Linked DNA regions of Ovis aries: region 1 is linked to region 2. A link is a contact called in public Hi-C data. All regions are on one chromosome and are shown on one strand. Each heading gives the region's core, a stretch centred on a gene start, on an enhancer-like site or on the middle of the called end of the contact. The rest is flanking DNA. Distances are from core to core; before and after follow the strand shown. Region 1 has its middle 53 kb from the start of CEP44. Region 2 holds the start of HPGD (15-hydroxyprostaglandin dehydrogenase).

What was found. Hi-C and Micro-C count contacts between places; a contact is called where the count stands out from the background.
Region 1: a Hi-C map of liver shows a contact between it and region 2, with 4 times the contacts expected there. The contact joins the enhancer-like site here to the promoter of HPGD in region 2. A contact is called at or near these places in 3 of 16 Hi-C or Micro-C datasets (liver, mixed tissues and tail adipose tissue).

Annotation. Positions count from the first base shown.
Region 1 is chr2:106,477,693-106,480,535 of ARS-UI_Ramb_v3.0, forward strand. No RefSeq gene overlaps it. Among named protein-coding and RNA genes, the nearest start is that of CEP44, 53 kb to the right of the region's middle. Within about 2 kb of position 1,424, at least 2 of the 54 cell types and tissues checked have an H3K27ac peak or open chromatin away from gene starts, as enhancers often do. A contact at or near this core is called in liver, where this site is marked.
Region 2 is chr2:106,310,980-106,313,961 of ARS-UI_Ramb_v3.0, forward strand. It overlaps HPGD (15-hydroxyprostaglandin dehydrogenase), which reads left to right and starts at 1,296. Exons shown (of 6, transcript XM_027964621.2): 1 at 1,296-1,417; 2 at 1,700-1,823. The coding sequence starts at 1,325. LOC132659302 (a long non-coding RNA gene) reads right to left here and starts at 1,704. Exons shown (of 2, transcript XR_009599566.1): 1 at 1,078-1,704.

The DNA.
Region 1 (2,843 bases), core at 174-2,673, 170 kb after region 2:
CATTTAATCCTTACAAGTATAGGGATGGAGAAACTTTTCCTCTATCCTTTTGGGCTCAGTACGAAGAACTTGAGAATTAAACAAGCAAGAGACACATTAAGTAGAAAAAGAAAGGTAAAATTTATATTGATGTTAATATTTTTACATGTACAGAGGCATCACAGAAACGTGAGAAACCTCAAGAAGTGGTCAGATTAAGGGGTCTATGGAACATTTCAACAAGGGCCAATAAATTGTAGGGGTGTCACAGTTGGTAAGAATCCATTTTCCAATGCAAGGTGTGGGTTTGATCCTTGGCTCAAGACAATCCCCTGGAGAAGGGAATGGCAACCCATTCCAGTATTTTTGTCTAGATAATTCCATGGACAGAGGAGCCTGGTGAGTTACAGTTCCTGGGGTTGCAAAGGAGTCAGACACAACTGAGTGTGTACATGCACAATAAACTCTGAAGTAAGTAGACAAAAGAAGAGGGATTTGGGTCTTCTAAGGCTGATAAATTATGTGAGAAAAAATATATATGAGAGAAACTGATGCTAAAAACTTGGCCTCTGTGCACCAGTGCCAAACCAAATCTCAGAGACAGAGTTTTGCGTGAGGTAGAAAAGAATAGTTTCATTGCTCTGCCAGGCAAAGGGGGACACAGTGGCTTGTGTCCTCAAAAATTGTCTGTCCCAACCTGGAGGGATTTGGTGAAACATTAGGAATGTTTCAAGGGCAGGGTTATTGATGAAGATCACTGGATTCCTTTATCTGGCTTTAGGTGGTCTCCTGATGAGCTGTGGTTCCTGAGGTTTTGGATGCTTCCTCAAGTAGTTAACATTTTCCATTTGCTGATGGTTTTATTTCTGCAGTTGAGCTCAAAGATATTGTTATGTGTATCCCTTCAAGAAAAGCTATGACAAACCTAGACAGTGTATTAAAAAGCAGGAACATTACTTTGCCAACAAAGTCTGTACAGTCAAAGCTATGGTTTTCTAGCATTTATGTATGGATGTGAGAGTTGAACCATAAAGAAAGCTGAGCACAGGAGAACTGATGCTTTTGAACTGTGGTGTTGGAGAAGACTCTTGAGAGTTCCTTGGACTGCAAAGAGATCAAGCCAGCCAATCCTAAAGGAAATCAATCCTGAATATTCACTGAAGGACTGATGCTGAAGCTGAAGCTCCAATATTTTGACCACCTGATGTGAAGAGCTGATTTATTAGAAAAGACCCTGATGCTGCGAAAGATTGAAGGCAGGAGGAGAAGGGGACAACAGAGGACGAGACAGTTGGATGGCATCACAGACTCAATGGACATGAGTTTGAGCAAGCTCCGGGAGATGGTGAAGGACAGGGAAGCCTGGCTTGCTGTAATCCATGAGATTACAAAGAGTCGGACACGATTGAGTGACTGAACAAAAAATCCCTTGAAGGGGAACCAGGACCTTGCCCCAAGGTTGCACAATTGTTTCTCCACTGCTCCTCCCTAGTCTCTGCATACCCTCCCTGATTAGCAACTGTTTGAACCTGCCCTTTGGAACTAAAGCACTCAAGGAAGTTCAAGAAACAGGGGACACAGAAAGAATTTCAAGCCCAGGAGCCCCATAAGGTTCTACTCAGCTTCAGAACTAATGGAAGCAAAGTGTTATTTTAGTCAGGTTTTTCTTTATGTGGACTCACCGTGGTGCCAGCTCTCCAACTCTGAGGATAAGAATTGCTATCCTCATCTTGGTACAGGGTTTTTGGGAGGGAGTAGTTTGTGTGTGTGTGCTCAGTCATGTCCAACTCTTTGCACCCCCTACAGCCTGTAGCCCTCCAGGCTTCTCTATCCATGGGATTTCCCAGGCAGGAATCCTGGGAAATCACTCTGGTGAGTGGGTTGCCACTTCCTCCTAAAAGGGATCTTCCTGACCCAGGGACCAAACCCATGTCTCTTGGGTCTTCTACACTGTCAGGCAAGTTCTTTACCACTAGCACACCTGGGGGGAAGTTCATACTCTACTTTTAGGTAGAAGGGTGAGGACAAAGGACTTTTCTTGGATGTGCTGTTTCTCAGTTGCTTTCAGTTCAAAAAAATCAATATGTCAAAGTAGCAAATTTGGGGTGGCGTATCCTGATCCCCTTCACAAAACAGTGAAGTGCCTTTATGCTCACTTTATAGATGAAAGCTCTAAAGCAATAAAAAGCTAGGAAATTTCCTCAAGATGGCTCTGGAACTATCTGGAACCAGGATTTAAACAAGATGAACAAATATTTGAGTGGAAGTATTTGGAAGCATCATCACTTGGGATTAAACTTTAGCAAAATGTTGTGAAATGCAGTTTGACACATATAAATCAGACAATCTCATTTTCCCCTATTGTTGTTTTGACCTTTCCCAGGAGCTCTTTTTTCCCAAGGTTATTTACTTTAACCCTTCTATCTGGAGCCACGCGTCTCATTAAGCCCTTCTTTCTATCTACCATATTAGTCAAGGGAATTCCTTGATGGTCCAGTGTTTAGGACTACACACTTCCGTTTCAGGGGCATAGGCTCTACCCCTGGTCAGGGAACTATGATTCTACGTGCTGCTAGATGAAGCCAAAAAAATGATATGAGTCAAACAAAACTATGCAGTTAAACAGGATTAAAAAAAGAAAGGAAAGAAAATCAGGTTTAAGATATGAGTTAATATAAATATCTAACCATTCATGGTGGGTTCTGATGTTATTTCATTTCTCTTTTTTCTTCCTTATCTTTCTTTTTTTTCGGAGAAAGGGGAAAGAAAGAAGAAAGAGTGCTGACTGAATGTTAGAAATATTATATCACTAGTTAACTAGAAAAATTTTTGATTTCCATTATGTCTATCAAGCCCTCATCCTA
Region 2 (2,982 bases), core at 46-2,545:
TTTAATTTTTTTTTTAATTCTCTGCTGTTCTCTTTCAATATAAAGACCTCTGTTTCAGTGGTGTGCTGACAACATATATTTCACACAACCTCCCCATACGTGCCTGCGTGCCAGTTACCTCATCTGCTGCCTCTTGGGAGCAACAAAGAAGTACACAAAGGATTCATCCCCTGTTGTGTAAGCTTTCTTCCCGACCTCTGTCTCCCCAATACTTGGATTTCTTTGATCATGAAAATAAATGCCAGGCAGGTATTCAGTTTACAGAACTAGAACTGAAGCCTGCAGATGATAACAGGAAAGAGAGAAAGACAAAGTCAGCGGAATACCCCCAACTGAATGCATCTTAGTGCAACAGCTCAAGCTCAAGTTCCTGGAGGACCAGGAACCTCTGTCTCATACTTAACTGGAAGCCTCCAGAACTAGTATGACTCAACCAGCAAACATTCCATTGAACCTGCGCCTCACCAGGCTGACAGCGAGGCTGGAAGCCCAGTGCAGTCAGTGATGACAGTTCTTGCTAGGCACTCTCAGAGTGACCCAGAATTGACACTGATCTGAAACCCGGGTGTCAACAAGACTGCTAAAAGTTCCAGCCTTGAAAGACAGGATCCATGGGTTTCTGTTCAGAGCACAGTGCACTTTAAAGCACAATTCAGTAAGAAAAAAAAAAAAAAAGAAACCTAAAAACGGTGTTAGTCACCTCTGCTCCCTCCATCCCCACTTCGATGTCCATGAGATAAGAATTAAAAACTTAGATCAAGACAAAAGGGCAGCCCCTAAAATCGTGCTTTACTGTTTTTGTTTTTTGTTTTGTTTTTTCTTCTTCTATTATTTGGAGGGTGGGGGTGTGGGGGAAGAGTGGGGTGGGGAGGAAGACCTGGGCACAGAGGAGGATTCCAAGCTCTTCAGCTTCTCCTCTGCCCTCCTTTTATGGGGTGGTCTTCAGCACACGGAAGGGATCTCTTCTTGGGGAGTAACCTTTCTGCGTGCTCTTTAACCAGCCAGCCTGCGTCCAAATCATCATCTCCCCAGCTAGCTTAGGTTACAAGCTCCACAGAGGCAGAGATGTTTATTTACCGTATGTCTCATGCCCTAGTGCAGGAGGAGGCTCCCAGGTTTGGCTACGAGTCAGGAAGGCAAAGATCGCCGGGCCGGAGCGCTCAGGGCCAGGTGACACAGTCCTGGGTGCAGGCGCTGCTTGACAGCTTCATCCCCGCCCACTGGCAGGCGAGCGCGGCCCGGCCACACATGCGCGCGCGCAGGGTCCTTAAAAGCCGCGGCCGCGCGGAGACGCCGAGCTCGCCCACCGAGCGCAGGCGGCGACATGCACGTGAACGGCAAAGTGGCGCTGGTGACTGGCGCGGCCCAGGGCATCGGCCGAGCCTCCGCCGAGGCGCTGCTGCTCAAGGGCGCCAAGGTAAGCGCGGCGAGGCGCACGGCCCACCCGAGACCCGCTCTCCAGTCGAGGCCCCGGGGAGTGAGCGCCCCAGGCTGCGCCCCCGGTGCTCTCCTTGCCGCCTCCAGAGCTGTCCAGGCTGGCGCACTCCAGCGGACTTCGAATGCGCTGACAGAGAACCCGATCTGTAAACTGCCCGATCTCAGGTCCAAACGAGGAGCTTCCTGTTGTCTCTGTACTGTCGGTCTGTCTGCCTGTTTTACCAGGCGCGAAGGATCTCGATTCCTCTCCTTTTGTCCGTAGGTAGCGCTGGTCGATTGGAATCTCGAAGCAGGTGTCAAGTGTAAAGCTGCCCTGGATGAGAAGTTTGAACCTCAGAAGACTCTGTTTATTCAGTGCGATGTGGCCGATCAGGAACAACTGAGAGGTAAGCGAGGGGAAAATCAATCCATCAGCGCAGAGCGCGCTTTGAGCAAGTAGCAACCTGAAGGCAGCCTGCGCCAGAGAGCTAGCTTGGGGTGGCGGAGGGGCTACCTCCTGCAGAGTAACTACCTCCGAGCTCCAAGAGATAGCCGACTGCTACCTGACATCCCAATAGACATTAAAAAACTAAGGAGGGATATCTGACATCCCAATAGACATACAAAAACTAAGGAGGAAGAAAAGCCAAGCATGTTTGAGAAATCCTTTTCTTTTAGTCATTTGGCAGCGCATAATGTAATCAAAATTCCTTGGTGTATTCCAAGATAGTGCTGCTTCAGTAGTTATTAAATGATTGAACTTGCAAATGGAACTTAGAAAGATAAAGTAGGCTAGGGGATTACGGCAGACTGCTTCTCCCAGAAAGCTGGAAGACGGCAGAATCCAATGGCAGTCAAATGTGGCAATGTTTCTCCTTGGAACATGCTAGAATGCAAGGTCAAGGGTTGTCGTCACAGCTGTGCTGGATGCTTTTGACCAGATGTTCTCCCTGATTTTTCCCCTATGAAATGCTTTAAAAACAATAATAGTTGTATTGCAGAAGAAAAGTTCCTGTCAGATTTTCCTCAATGCTTTCCTGTTTCTGTCTACTCGCTTAAGACAGACGGATCTACTTGACCAATCCAGAGACAGTGTTGGTGTAGACAAAAAAACAGATTTGGTCATTTAGAAGTCCAACAGATCGGTATGAGAAAATACATGTATTTCGAGGAAAAATGAGAAAATAGAACATTTGTATTTCACAAAGTTTTTTTTTTTTTTTTTGAAAAGACTAAGTAAAAAAAATTGCTAGGCACATCTTTAACGGGCCAAAAAACTTCCATGAAAGTCATTTTAGTACTTCTTAACATGGATGAGTCTGTGTGTGATTTTTTTTTTTTTTAATGTTGGAGTGTTCTGTGAAAGAGTGAAAATGGAGTGGTATGTTAAAAGGAAACAAATTGTTCAGGGAAATTGTTTTAAAGAAAATTATGTAATTAAACTGAAAATTTTATAAAGATCCATAACATGGATTATAAGTGTGAGCAGAAGAGACCTGTAAACACAGTGCCAGAGCTATGTATTTTGCCAGAGGATAAAGTTTTGCTGATTGCACAGGGTATTTT